Linked DNA regions of Mus musculus: all the other regions are linked to region 3. A link is a contact called in public ChIA-PET, HiChIP or PLAC-seq and promoter capture Hi-C data. All regions are on one chromosome and are shown on one strand. Each heading gives the region's core, a stretch centred on a gene start, on an enhancer-like site or on the middle of the called end of the contact. The rest is flanking DNA. Distances are from core to core; before and after follow the strand shown. Region 1 overlaps Rasa2 (RAS p21 protein activator 2). Region 2 holds the start of Zbtb38 (zinc finger and BTB domain containing 38). Region 3 holds the start of Xrn1 (5'-3' exoribonuclease 1). Region 4 holds the start of Rnf7 (ring finger protein 7). Region 5 holds the start of Rasa2 (RAS p21 protein activator 2).

Region 1 (2,700 bases), core at 13-2,512, 590 kb after region 3:
CTTTTGTTGGAAGATACTCAATTATACTAAAGAAGAAAATACAGAATTAAGATGTTTACAATACAACCTTCATAATGTGCCAAGCTTTCTACCAAGGAAGAATGTATTTATATCCACAAAATTGATTTTTCTTATTCAGAAATATAAAAGTACCGACCAACATAAGACTATTTAAAATAGTGTAGCAAGGACTTGGAGTCCTCACACTAACACTATCTTTGTGCATTTTAATTTTCTACCTGTAAAGTAGGAATGAAACCATGCTAGGCTGTATGAGCATCAATGACAGGAGCAGACACTGCATTGCCAGCAGACACCGTGAAGGACACTGTTGTTTGCCAGTCCATCTACTGTACTGCCAGCAGGTCCCTGGTCACACTGAGTGCTGCGTGTCAGAGAGTGCTGGAGGGTTACAGCTGACACATTTCTTTCCTCACACTAGGGAGGAAAGAGTCTTTTCTTTTTCTCCCTGTAAACATTATCTTAAAGAAGACAATGGGGCTCTGAGCTACTGTGGCTCCTCTGATGGTGAGAAGAAGAAAGGCGAGATTTAGATGATCCCAGTGACAATGACCGCATCTCAGTGACAGTGCTCAGTGATGCACTAACCCACTGGATTAGCTTGGTCTTCACTGTGGAGACTGAAAACCTCCCTCGAGTCTGCTACGGCTCCTGGGAGGAATCCAGCTGCCGGTGTCCTGAGAGGAACACGTCCCACGGCATGCCAGCTGCTGCTGTCCTTAGCCAGCGCATTCTCTTCATCTGAGATGTAGCACTTGAAACCAACCTTCAAATGCTTCTATGCACTGTTATGGCTTACTTTTTTTTTTTTTTTTTAGTATTTATTATAAATATAACATATTGTGAGAAATATAAAGGAGACAACAAAAAGAAAAAGCTATGAATTATTCAGAGTGAATTACAACTGACCACGACATTCAAAGCAGTGATGACGCTCAGCACTGACAGAAAGGATGGCTGGCCTGCGGCGGCCGACCAGGAGAGGGAGTGGGGGAGGCACGCACGCGCACGCGCACGCGCACGCGCGGGCCCTGATAGGCGGGAGCAGAGCCCAGGAGACTTACTTGCTTCCGTATTTTGCACTACTCGATCTTTTCTTTCTGTATTTCTCATGAGGTTCATCGAGCTTCTCTATGGTGCTTTTGATTTGCTGAATTGTCTTAAAGGTTGCAACAGAATCCTCAATGGTGAACTTAGAATAACCAGGTTCTTTCTGTGGCCCCTGATACACAGCTATAGACCCACAGGTCTCTGTAAGGAACAGTGAAATCTCTGATCAGAAAACTAAATTCCACAAGTGTAATCTGTAGTGTAATTTAAAAAACTTTGAAGTTTTTAAGTGAGTTTCTTTGACAAGAGCACAGGTGACTGTATTATAACAATTTACTGAACAATCACATTTACAAAGAATAATTATTTAATTTCATGAATAGATAAAGATTAATGCCTCCTTTGAGGGTTTGTAAACTTCACTATCAGTAACAGGAAATCTATAAATATTTTTAACTTTTTAAAAAGTCAAAGAAATAACCTAGAAATTAATAATGAAAACTAATGGTTTCATTTTGTTTACCTTCCATTTTCTGCAGCTTAAGTAAACTGAGGGTAAAAATAGAATAAATTCTTTCTGTTTCTCTGTCTTCATCGATATCTATCTGGATGTCTGCAGGGATGCCTCTATGATAAGAAGAAAATTAAAGACATTGGAAAAATTCTTTGTTAACATTAGAAATGAATCAAGACTAAAACTAGAATTAGAATTTTCTAAAAGCGGCTTCAGAAATTAGTTTCCGAGATACTTCAACAGGATCACAAGGTCTGGTTGTTAAGGACTCAAGTCTTGAAAAAGATTTTGAAGTAAAATCATAAAAAATATTTTTAATGTATATGTGTATATCTGTGTGTGTGTGTGCGCATGCGTGCGTGCCTATACATGCCTCTGCAGAGGCTAGAAGACGGTATCTGATCTGTGCTCTGGAGCTGGTGTCACATGGGTTTTGGAACTAAACTTGAGTCTTCTTTCTACAAGAACAACAAGCACTAACTGCTCCCCAGTCCCAATAAACATATATATAACCTATAGTTGTTCACCGAACAATGCATCAATCTAGCCCCTGGGCACCACTAACTTACAGTTGTGTCTATAGAAATTTACTTACTCTCTGTATTTTAATTTTTGTGGTACTAGAATTAAACCAAAGCCCCTGTGTGTGTCAGGTGAGAGAGACACTCTACCACTGGGCAACAACCCAAGCCTTTCTAGACACGGTTTATAGAAATGTCTTCAGCACCGTGCGGCCTCTGTCCAGCTACTTCTACATAGCGTCTGTCATGCTCTCACACCCACGCCCGCATGCAGTCATGAGTTACTCACGCGGTGCACGGCTTGCAGCCTGGTGTGCTTTCACTCGTCTCCTGGCAGCAGAGCCAGTTTCCGTTGAGATACGCTGAGGGGTGGAAAGAGCTGAGCCTGTTGTGGTTGCATCTGCTCACCCTGCACAGGACATCTATCCACTCATTGGCTTCCACACAGTTGTTTGCTTGGATGTACAGCGTTTTCTCTGTATGTATCACTTGGAACATCTTTATTGCAAATTAAAATAAAAAGTTAGAGAAACCTTAAAAACAACATATACTATACAAAAAGAAAAAGCACTTAGGAGACCTGGATTGCTTGGC
Region 2 (2,700 bases), core at 195-2,694, 770 kb after region 3:
TGTCTAGGATTCAGGACTAGTGTCTAGGATTCAGGACGAGTGTCTAGGATTCAGGATTTCAGCCACAAAAGTCATTGCCGTTAGTATATGTGAGGTGCCTTTAGGACATCGGGAACTCCACCAAGTGCTCTCAGCGGATGGGTAAATCTCCGTAACACCCCTCAGCTGTAGGGAACAGTTCCCCATTTTACAGCTGCAAACAGTGCCGTGAACCTGTTTCTGGAGGTCACCCTGGGTGAGTGTCGGGATTCAAACCCAGGTTAACATCAGCACAAACCCAGTCTGATTTGGGTGCAAAATCCCCACCACAGAACGCTAAATTGGAGTCTTAAAGGCTTTTTTGACAGTGACCCATTTTATTACAAATGATGTTATATAAGCCAAAGGCTTCATTAAACTATGCTTATCTGTACTGTGTGCAACGGTTACTTTTTCTAGTCTTTTCGCACTATATATTCTAATCTTTTCAAAATTTTCAGCAATGACCCATCAAAGGAATTCTAATGCGTGTTTGGTCCTGGAAAAACACTGGTAGAAGGCCTATCATCCTAGCAGTCAGTCAACCGCTGCAAGTGGCAAGTTCGAAACCAGCTTGGGCTAACCTATTAACCATTCTAGGCTCCTTAACCAGACCCTGTCACAAAACACAAACTCTGCTCTTTGATCTTAGCTACTGTAAGACGCTATAAGTTTCTCTGAAACCACAACAAAACGAGTCTTTCCAGCCACGCGAACCAGAGCAAGCACTTGAGCTTCCCAATTAGGTGAATGCCCTTTAACCTTTCAAATATGCATACGCAACATAAACGGTTATCATTTAGAACCGATCATTACAAGGGTTTTCCAATCAGGCCCAATATCCAGAATGGGAACCAGGCACTTACCCACCGCAAAGCAGGAGTTATAAAGTGGAAGCGCAGACAGATTAAAATCTCAGGTTATTTATCAGCTAACCTGCAAAGAGGTGTCTAAAGGCTGACTGTTGAATTGTCCCAACGGACAGACGGCTGCAGCAAGCAGGAGCAGGAGGCCAAGGCTGCAACCCCTGGAGGCAGGGCCCTGCCTTTGAACATCCGGTTCAATTCCAGGGGCTTGGTGTCGCACTAGGATCTCATCGCGAACGGGTAGGGTCAGGAAGCAGCCCGGGTTTGCGCTTCACCGGAGGGGAGGCGCGACAGTCCCGAGCCCCAGGTGCGCGTCACTCCCCGCTGCCCCCCTGCAGCCGAGCCTGGTGGGGCGGGACGCGGGCACCTGCGGACGCTGGCTGCTCCGTAGGCTCCGCTCCGCTCCGCGTCCGCTGCAGCCCGGCGCGAGCGCTGCCCACCGGCTCCCGCCTCCCCACCTCCACGCCCCGGAGTCGCGCGGACCCCGCGCACTTACGGGGCTCCGCTCCGCCGCCCGCGCGCTTCCCGCGGGGTCCATGGCGCTTCCGGACCTGCGAGTCCGGCCGCAGCGCCGCCCAGAAAATGGACGCCGGCGGCTGGGCCCGGACGCCCCGGTCTGCCCCTGGTGCAGTGCAGGCCGGACGGTCGCTCGACCTCGGGCGCCGACGCGCAGGGCTTCCGGGACGCTGCAGGCCGCGAGGCTCCCGCACCCCCCGGCGCCACTGCGGCAGAGCCAGGCTCGCACAGATGCTGCGCAGCCACCGAGCAGGCCCCGGGCACCCTATGCAGTTTTAACCCGCACCAAATTCTGAGAACAGGGTGTCACCTGTGCTTTCTCATGGCTGTCAGGGGACGCCTGGATTATTTCCCACCATGGTATAAGAACTGTTTCATGCAATGAAAAAAATAAAAGCCACCGACTGCCCGCTGACATCCTTCCCACACAGATTCGCAGTGTGGCACCTACTGCCCCACGCACACCTAAGTGCAGGTGTTTGTTTTGAACCATCCAGCATTGAGTCTTTAGTATTTTTTGTTTGTTTTTAGTTTTTGATTTTGTGTGTGTGTGTGTGTGTGTGTGTGTGTGTGTGTGTCCTTTGGAAAACGACTCGCTCCCTGGCAAAACCTTAAGGTTTTGAAAAAGGGTATTTTCCTGGAATACAGTACTTGCCATTTATGCACCCCAGTTCCTTGACCAAACATTAAGAATATGATCATTTTGGTGAGCTGAGTAGATTTTTAATACTATATGCAAAGTAAAGCCCCATAAACGATGCAGGAAGAATGGTGTCACTTAAAAAAATGCAGAGTTGTGAAGGCTGACAGGTTGGGCAACGTGCATACACATGTAACGAGCAGTTCCCGACCTTCTCGATGCCAAACACCCTTTTATTCTCTCGCTCCATAGGCCAGTGTTCACAGATTAACTCCACTAAACTGCATGTATTAAGTAATGATTCATCTTCCCCTTAAAAAAAAAGGGAGCTTGAATGTTTTTGTCTACATAACTGCCAATGAGAACTTCCACAAGACCTGATCTAACTTGTTGGCAATGGTAGATACCAGCCTTAAAAAACAAAACTGAAGAAACTCGTGGTCTAATTGCCTGTTTGTGTTTCCATTGAGGCTTTTAGAAACTCTGAAGATGATTTTAAAATTCGGGAAAACTGGTGCACAAAGACTGGGAAGTCTGTAAGCTGTATGGCTGTGGCTGATTCCCTGGGACCGGTGGGAGGTAGCGGGCAAGGTTGGTTGGCCTTCTGGATTCAGCAGGCCTGTGTTGACAGCCTAGGTTTGTTGCTATGTACGGCCACTT
Region 3 (2,700 bases), core at 119-2,618:
TTCTTATCAACTAGGATCTCCCTGAACTTACAATGTACCTGAGGATGGCCTTTAACTTCTGATCTTCCTATGCCTCCTAAGTAACCACAACCGGCTTTTTGAATTTTGTTGGTTTCTTTGTTTTGAAACAGGGTATCAAAAATTGTGGATGAGGGGAGTAACCCAGAGTCTTGAAATGGTGGGAAATTACTCTTTCCCACAATACAACTCACAGACTTTAACAAGAAGGAAGGCCCAAGTGTGGATACCTGAAATCCACCTCGAAGAGGAATAATAATCATGGGAGGCAGAGGGAGGAAATTGGGTCGGAGAGGTGAGAGGAAGGGGAAAAGAAGGGGCGGGATCAGGTATGGAAAGGAGGGATGCCCAGAGGGCCAGGAGAATTAATCAACATGCAGCAGTGGAGGTTAGGGCCCATGGGGAACCTCTAGAAAGTCCCAGAGATCTGGGATGTGAGAGGCTACTAGGACTCAATGGGGATGACCTAAGCGGAAATGTGAGGTGGAAGCAGATGGGGGAGCACCCTCTCAGAGTTGGGAGGAGGGCTTAAAGAACTCCGGGAGGGGGAGTCAGGATGGGGGGGGGGGTTGGAATGTAAATAAAGTAATTTAATAAAAGATATAAAGAGGAAAACTATAAAACTCTTTAAAATATTAGAAAATTAAAACTCTTCTGTAGGTTTACATTACTCAGAGAATTACTCCTCTCACAAGCTAACCAGACTTTTTCAAGTCCACATTGAAAAATAGTAAATTTAACGATCCCACGAGGGACAAGCCCACAGTACAAAAAGCAAGTGTCCAATACCTTTCTTACTAGGGTTTCTATTACTGTTATAAGCACCATGACCAAAAGCAACTTAGGAAGGAAAGAGTTTACTTGGCTTACACTTCCACATCACAGCCCATCATCAAAGGAACTTGAGGCAGGAACTGAAGAAGCTCTGAAGGAATGTTGCTTTCTGGCTAGTTCACTCAGCCTTTTTCACATACCGAAAGACCACCGGCCCAGGGGTGGCAGCAGCACACATTCAGATGGGCCCTCCCGCATTGATCAGTAATCAAAATATTCCCACAGGCCAATTTGGAAGCAGCGTTTTTCTCAGTTGAGGTTTCTCTTTCTAACGACTCTGCCATGTTTCAAGTTAACATAAAGCTAACCAACTGTCTCTTAAACGTTCTTATACCATCCGCAAGTCCACACCTCAATCAACTGGCATTTTAAACCTGAGCTCACCTAATGCGCAAATCACACCTCTTGCGCTGTCACCAACGAGTATGGAAGAGCGAGGCAGCGGGATAGACAGGACCCACCGCCCACCAGCGCCGTCCTGCCCCTCTAGGCCCACGGTTTGCTCTATGGTCTGGCGGACCTTGTGTTGTCATCCTCCGAGCGACGGCCGGAGGCGGCGGCGGAGGCCCGGGCGGGGTGTTTGGTTTCGTTTCTGCACCGACTGGAATTAGTGTCGACGGTCAAAATGGGAGTCCCCAAGTTTTACCGATGGATCTCGGAGCGGTACCCCTGCCTCAGCGAAGTGGTGAAGGAGCATCAGGTGGGTGAGCTCAGGCCGCGGCGCAGAAAGCGGGCCCGCGGGCCTCTCTGCGCTGTGGGACCCCGGCCTTCCAGCTGCCCGCGGTGCAGGTCAGCGGCCGAACGGGGGGAAGAGAAGGGGAACGGAGGCTTGGCGGCCCCCGGGTAGCCGCACCAGGTAGAGGCAGGTCAGAACAGAGTGGCTTGCGGCAGGTCTGAGCTCCCCCTGGGAAGGCACTCCAGGACTTGCAAAGGAGCCCTTGGTGGGAAGGCTTTTAAGGAGCCCTCTCTGTCCTCCTGGGAACCGGACCTGGAGCTTCGCTTTAGGCTGCGAAGCTGTGTGGGACGACTTCTCGGGTCCCTCATCCCAAGCAAAGCAACAGACGGTATACAAGCACTAACGTCCCCGTGGTGGAATCGCGGAGCACTCCAGCTGTGAAGAGCTGCATTTAACCTCAATGCCTGGACCGGTTGCTGTAGCTAGCTAGTGTCTTGGGTTTGTGATACTTTTTCATGCTCCCGTTAGCCCCCAGACAGGACCGACCCCCCTATTGTCTAAACGAACAAAACGTTTAGATGGAGCGCAGGGATGGGGCGGGGAGGTGGGGGGAATGGTGCTTAAAGGCTTTAGTATGGCAGAAAGATCTCGAAACATTATTACTAACACTTAGTGTATAATGACCCTACAGCAGCGGGTTTTTTTTTTTTTTGAGTTCTAAAAGTGTGTATTTGTATATTTATATATACTATATACTAGAATATATCTGCATGTTTGAATGACGGAGGAGAGAAACCAAATGTTCTAATAGGTAAACTAGACTTTGAATGATAATGTAGTATGTCACATTTAATGACTTTGGTTTACAGAAAAAAAAAACTCGTTTTTGAAATTTGTATACTTAATAAATTATTTGTGATAAGTAGCACTGTATTAATACTGGAAGTTGTCAATTATGTGGGGTTTTTTTTTTGTTTGTTTGTTTTAAGGTACTTATAAGGTTAAAGATAGAATCCAGCCTCTGGAAAGGATTCTTTTGATATTAACTTCTAATGAAAGTTGGCATATAAAAGAAACCTTATAAAAAGTTCGAAAATGCTGACTTGTCTTCCCCTTATTTTAGTTAAGATTAGATGGTATGAATTTGGTTGACTTAAATTTAGATGGTATTT
Region 4 (2,700 bases), core at 156-2,655, 520 kb after region 3:
CAGGGCTACACAGAGAAACCCTGTCTCGAAAAAACCAAAACAAACAAAAAAGATTTATTCATTATTTGTTTTTAAGATGGGGTCCCACTACTTAGCCTTGGTTGTGTAGACCAGGCTGGCCTAAGGCGCACAGAGATCTGTTTATCTTTGCTTCTCGAGTACTAAGTTTAAAGATATCACCACACCTGGCCAGAATAAAATTTCTAAGCAAAGCTTGTGCTGCCTCTGCCCCCATGCCTCAGCCTCCCGAGTGCTGGCATTTCAGACATTCGCAACCACACTCAACCCTAAAATGGAAATCACTGCCCAGCTCCTAAGCAAGGATGAGGGGTGGAACAGCTGGATTTTAGTGTTTTAGTCAAATCAGATTCTACATAGAAACTAGTGTCTGGGTCTACAATTAAATGTAAAAAGTAAAGTTTGGGAGCCCTGATGAAGCAAGTCCAAAGACAAAGAATAGACTGTGGAATCTCTTGATGCTACGTTTAAAGTCTCAAAGCCAAGAAACGCGCACATTTTCAAACTGCAGAAATCTATTTCAACTACTCCCCAGTCGCCCTGTAAAGCAACCTCACAGTAATCTAAAATTTTATGTTTATGCTACCTGCATCTGGGTTTGCATACCAAATGTGCCTAATGCCCTCAAGGGCCATAATGGGGTGCTGGAGTTATTGGAACAGGAGTTAGAGGGTGGTGAGTTGCCATGTGGGTGTGGAAAATCGAACCCGGGTTCTCTGTTAAGAACAAGCTTGTGCTCTTAACTGTGGAAACATCTCTCCGGTCACTGAGCCTCATTTCGGTTATGAGACAGAATCCGTATAGTGGCGCAGGCTCGCAATTTCCAGTTTTTGGGAGGTGCGCCCTCCTGGGTTCTAAGCCAACCTCGGCTAAATGGGCAAGCTCTAATCCTGAGGAACGTGAGAGCATCTCAAAGACGAACATCCCAACCCTCAGATCTACGCGAGGGATCCGCTGGGAGATTTGCTGGCCGCAGGGCCGGAGGTTCCCCTCGGGTATCCCGGTCACGCCCCCTCCCCCCCGCCCCCATAGGAACCATCCCGTGTCTGGCGGCCCGGCCCGGCCCAGCACTCGCCGGCTCGGCCCAGCTCGCGGTCCCGGCTTCGCCTGCATCGCTTACCCATCACCTGGACCCTGCAGATGGCACAGGTATCGCACTCAACGTCCCAGCTCCACATGGCTACCGCGTTCCACTTCTTGAGAGAGAACATCTTGTCGCCTCCCGACTTGGAGCCTGCGCTCCCGGAGTGCGAAGAAAGGACGCAGGGTTCCTCGCCGTCCTCCACGTCGGCCATGGCGGCGGCGCAGAACGGCGACGCGGACGTTGGGCGCGGAGGCGGGAGGTACGGTGGCTCAGCGGGGCCACAACACACGCCACGGAGCCTCCCGCAGGCACGGGCGGGCGGGCGGAGCCAGACGGCGATGATTGGATGGCGCGCGCCAGTGACGTCACGAGGGGCTGGGCAAGGCCTGTACAGAGAACCCCAGCGCTTGCTAAAGTGGCCAAAGGCCAGTTGCTGTAGGGCAGGCCCGGGTCAGTAAGCGAGCATTGTCTGGAGTTACATTGTATTAAACTCGGGGGAGTCTCAGAAATCACATCGTCCCTGTCTTCATTTGTCTCCTTTCTCCCAAATGTAAAACTATCAAGAGTAGGGACAGAATTCTCATCACTGTAACCTCCGTATCTTACAAAATGGTTGGCCTTGAATTCAGATTCATTTATTTATTTATTTATTTATTTATTTATTTATTTATTTATTTATTTATTTTTGGTTTTTCGGCAGCCGGGCGTGGTAGCTCACACCTTTAATCCCAGCACTCGGGAGGCAGAGGCAGGCGGATTTCTGAGTTCAAGGCCAGCCTGGTTACAAAGTGCGTTCCAGGACAGCCAGGGCTATACAGAGAAACCCTGTCTCGCAACAAGCAAGCAAGCAAGCAAGCAAGCAAACAAACAAAATATATGTTTTTTTAAACTTTATTTTATGTGCATTGCTGTGAGGTGTCAGATTCCTTGGAAAGGACCTGGAGTTACAGACAGTTGTGATCTGCCATGGAGGTGCTGAGGATTGAACCCCGGTCGTTTGGAAGAACAGACCATGGTTTTAACCACTGAGTCATCCCTCCAGACACTACATTTGTTTGTTTGTTTGTTTGTTTGTTATTGTTCTCAGGTGACAGAGAATAGGTAAGCAGAAGGGCAAGAACGCAATGCTTAAGCAAATGTGTGCTGGGGAGAAAGCAGAGTGAGCCAGCCAGGGAAGGGCCAGGCAGTGGGCCCCTGGGACTGTGGTTAGGTCCCTCCCACCAGGCTTTGTCTCAGATCACTTGGCCAGCATTGAAGGAAAGCTTGGATGAAAAAGCAAAACAAATGTTCCTGCCTCGTGCTCAGCTCACGTCCACCGCCATCCTTCAGGCTACTCTTACCAACGGGGGTGGTGGTGTCCATCCTTACCGGTTAAGCCAATTAGAAGTATATGGGGCAGTGGCCGTGCACACCTTACTCTGAGCACTTGGGAGACAGCAGCAGGTGGATCCTTGTGAGTTATAAGGCCAGCCTGGTCTACAAATCAAGTTTCGGGCAACCAAGGCTACACAGAGAAGCCTTGTCTCGAAAAACAAAAACAAACAAAAAAGTACGAGTCCTTTATTCGTGCAGGACCAAATTCCGGCGCATGCCTCAGA
Region 5 (2,700 bases), core at 46-2,545, 680 kb after region 3:
ATTCCAAATCCTTGAAAGGGGAGTAACATCAAAAACTCAAGTGGGAGAATCCAAAAGAAGCATCGAGATTTAAGAATTAAAGTTTATACTCTGCCAAAGAAAGAGCAGTATCAGCCATTCTAACACAATTGAATTTTCAACATATAAAATATCTCTTATAGCCAGGCATTATTTAGGAGACCGATTTCATTCTGGGGATAAAATAATCTGAATTAAAAAAGGTTTTCAACTAAAGTAACAATAAACTCTACTGATTCGCCAGTCATACAGTGAAAAGGGACCATCTCAATAAGCTGGGGGAAGTCGATCTAATATCAAAGGGTCGTTTTAAAGAGGAAGGATAGCAATGACAAACGAACTGGCCCGTCTCTGAGTAAGAGTCTACACTCATCGGTGCGGCTCTCACAAATGCACGGGAGAGAATCAAGTGGGTTGAGCGCGGACTGGATGACTGAGTTTTGAGACCTGCTCACAGGAAGCCACTACATCCTGCCCCAAGTCACCGTCAGTCACGCCGGCTCTCGATTCAAGTCCCCGCCGCGGCAAGGTGGGGCGGGCACAGGTGTCCCGCCCGAGCTCCCCGGGCGCCCCGCTCGCCCGCGCAGCCTCGCCCACCGGAGCCCCCGCCACCGGCTCCCGCAGTCCCCAGCGCCCGCCTCAACCTCGCACTGGCAGAGGAGCCCCAGGGAGCTCACACCCCCTCCTCAGCCCGCCGCCCGGCCCGGCCCGGCCCGGCCCCGCCCCGCCGCAGCCGGCCTCCCTCCCTCCTCCAGCCGCGCCTCCCTTGTAATTACCACGGGGCTCCCACCTCGGGCCGCTCCCGTCGTCCGCGGCCGCCCGCAGGCCTGCGTCGGAGGGAGGCCGGAAACTCCGCGCGCCCCCGGCCGCGCCCCGGGCTCCCGCGTCCAGGCCGCGCTCCAGGCAGCGCCCCTCGCGCCGCGCCGGTCCGGTCCGCGCGTGCAGGTCCTCACCCCGCTCGCTCCGAGGGGGAGCCCCGACCCGCGCCGGGCAGTCGGTCGACGCGGCGCCTCCCCCCAACACACCCCCATCCAGTCTCACCAGTCCCGGGCGGCCGCCGGTGCCGCCACCCCCGCGCGTGCCCGCCGCCCACCCTCCGCGCCGCCCCGGGGGTCCCCTCAGCCCCGGCCCCGCTTACAGATCCTGCCGCGCAGGCTCTGCAGCACTCGGACCTCACGACTGTCCTCGTCTCCCGTCTCCGGGTCTGCGCTGCCCGAGACGGCCGGCGCCTCGGGAGAAGCCGCCGCAGCAGGCGCTGCCGCCGCCATGGTGCCGCCCGGCCCCTACCCCAGCCCTACCGCCTGCGTAGCCGGGCAAGGCGGAGCCGGAGCGAGGCCTAGGCCGGATCGAGCCTCGCTGTAGCCCCGCCTCGGCCTCGGGCTGACTCGCCCCGCCCCTCGCGCCGTGCCCGCCCTGCATCCGCCTCGCCTTGCCTCCCTGGGCAAGTCGCGAGAGGCGCTCTGAAACCCCCACAAGGAGGAAAACCCTGGCCCTGCTGTGATCCCCAGAACCCTGAGAATTGGACGTCCCCCACGAACGGACCTCTAGGTCCCCAGATGCTCAAGGAAAAGAAAAGTCCCCAGTCAGAATGACTCCAGGTTCCAGGAAAAAGTTTGGCATTTTGGCAAACGTCAAGAGATGTATTAGAGACTCTTCCAGCGGTGTCTAGATGCTCCCGCAGTGCGGCACGTGGGGGACAAACCACATACTCAACCTTTGCTCTGGGAACATTGCTCTGCAAAAAGTTGGGTCAAGAAAAGGACCACAGACTCCGTCCAGTCCTGTCTGAGACCCAGAGAAATTTTGAGTTTATCACCAGTTTTGCATTTCAGAATCGGAACGGTGACCTCTTTCCCACTCCCAGAAGCAGGCTTTTTAGAAAGTAGATTGGCCCTGGGAAGTTTGTAAATCTTCAACTAGTTGTTGCCACTATCTTAAGGGAACTATTTACAGTGAGTAAACTGTGTGGATAACACCCTGGTATGTGAGGAGAGGGATGATTTCCTGGTCCTGAGGTTTAACTGCGCTGCCCTAAGAAGGAAGAAACTGATTTAATAGAGCAGGGTTGTTCTTTGCCAGGTGCTAGAGTCAGCCAGTCAAGGAATGTTTTCAGACATATAGGAATGGCCCTAGGGCAAAAAGACGGGGCAGAAGGCGCCAAGACCATGAGCACCTCAACCTGGAAGGGCACACAGAGAGAAGAAGCAAGTTGTGGAAACAGAGTCAAGGAGAGCCTGCCTGGGAAGAGTGAACAGACGACAAGCAAGCCCAGAAGCCACTTGTGCCAAGGCCAGTCAGGCAGACGGAGTGACCTAAGCTTGCTGGATGTCTTAGGCTACCGAGCAATACTTCCAGTCCAGCTGGTGATGCATGAGGGTGCCCCTTGTCCTGTACCATACAGCCTTGGAGAAAGTGAGCTTACCTCTCCTTCCAGGCATTTTGTTGTTTCAAACAGAAACTCCAAATGGTATTTCCCTTTCTTTCCAAATCAGAGCTCACACACCACAGGCCAGAGACTGGCTTTTTCTATTTTAAAACGTTTAATGCTTTATTGGTATGTCTTACTTATACACAGTCATGGTGTGATACCGTTTTCATACACATGTTTAATGTATGCATAGTATTCAATACCCTCTTCATCGCCGTCCACATCCCCTGCACCCCCTTCCTCTCCTCCCAGCT

The links. Promoter capture Hi-C pulls out the DNA fragments that hold promoters and counts their contacts. ChIA-PET counts read pairs in DNA pulled down with a chosen protein or histone mark. HiChIP or PLAC-seq counts read pairs in DNA pulled down with a chosen protein or histone mark.
Region 1: an H3K27ac HiChIP or PLAC-seq map of microglia shows a contact between it and region 3, with 4 times the contacts expected there. The contact joins the enhancer-like site here to the promoter of Xrn1 in region 3. A contact is called at or near these places in 3 of 39 promoter capture datasets (embryonic stem cells, hippocampal neurons and pre-B cells) and 3 of 115 datasets of contacts at active chromatin or transcription factors (embryonic stem cells, large pre-B cells and microglia).
Region 2: a contact with region 3 is called in a promoter capture Hi-C map of liver, with 2.5 times the contacts expected there. The contact joins the promoter of Zbtb38 here to the promoter of Xrn1 in region 3. A contact is called at or near these places in 3 of 39 promoter capture datasets (the C10 cell line, liver and pre-B cells), 2 of 115 datasets of contacts at active chromatin or transcription factors (effector CD8 T cells and pro-B cells) and 1 of 9 other capture datasets (pancreatic islet).
Region 4: a contact with region 3 is called in a promoter capture Hi-C map of liver, with 3 times the contacts expected there. The contact joins the promoter of Rnf7 here to the promoter of Xrn1 in region 3. A contact is called at or near these places in 4 of 39 promoter capture datasets (the C10 cell line, erythroid cells, liver and 1 more), 4 of 484 Hi-C or Micro-C datasets (CD4 T cells, LSK cells, liver and 1 more), 3 of 115 datasets of contacts at active chromatin or transcription factors (embryonic stem cells, extraembryonic endoderm stem cells and stem cell-derived neural progenitor cells) and 1 of 9 other capture datasets (liver).
Region 5: an RNA polymerase II ChIA-PET map of memory CD8 T cells shows a contact between it and region 3, with 8 read pairs. The contact joins the promoter of Rasa2 here to the promoter of Xrn1 in region 3. A contact is called at or near these places in 1 of 39 promoter capture datasets (pre-B cells) and 3 of 115 datasets of contacts at active chromatin or transcription factors (bone marrow-derived macrophages, large pre-B cells and memory CD8 T cells).

What each region holds. Positions count from the first base shown.
Region 1 is chr9:96,543,194-96,545,893 of GRCm38.p6, forward strand. It overlaps Rasa2 (RAS p21 protein activator 2), which reads right to left. Exons shown (of 24, transcript NM_053268.2): 21 at 2,396-2,604; 22 at 1,595-1,698; 23 at 1,086-1,272. Among named protein-coding and RNA genes, the nearest start is that of Gm28729, 19 kb to the left of the region's middle. Within about 2 kb of position 1,263, at least 67 of the 459 cell types and tissues checked have an H3K27ac peak or open chromatin away from gene starts, as enhancers often do. A contact at or near this core is called in microglia, where this site is marked.
Region 2 is chr9:96,718,406-96,721,105 of GRCm38.p6, forward strand. Zbtb38 (zinc finger and BTB domain containing 38) reads right to left here and starts at 1,445. Exons shown (of 3, transcript NM_001359959.1): 1 at 1,381-1,445.
Region 3 is chr9:95,953,392-95,956,091 of GRCm38.p6, forward strand. It overlaps Xrn1 (5'-3' exoribonuclease 1), which reads left to right and starts at 1,369. Exons shown (of 42, transcript NM_001311130.1): 1 at 1,369-1,552. The coding sequence starts at 1,478. It overlaps Gm16794 (a long non-coding RNA gene), which reads right to left. Exons shown (of 3, transcript XR_871036.3): 1 at 1,237-2,700.
Region 4 is chr9:96,477,270-96,479,969 of GRCm38.p6, forward strand. Rnf7 (ring finger protein 7) reads right to left here and starts at 1,406. Exons shown (of 3, transcript NM_011279.3): 1 at 1,139-1,406. The coding sequence starts at 1,313.
Region 5 is chr9:96,630,208-96,632,907 of GRCm38.p6, forward strand. Rasa2 (RAS p21 protein activator 2) reads right to left here and starts at 1,296. Exons shown (of 24, transcript NM_053268.2): 1 at 1,157-1,296. The coding sequence starts at 1,286.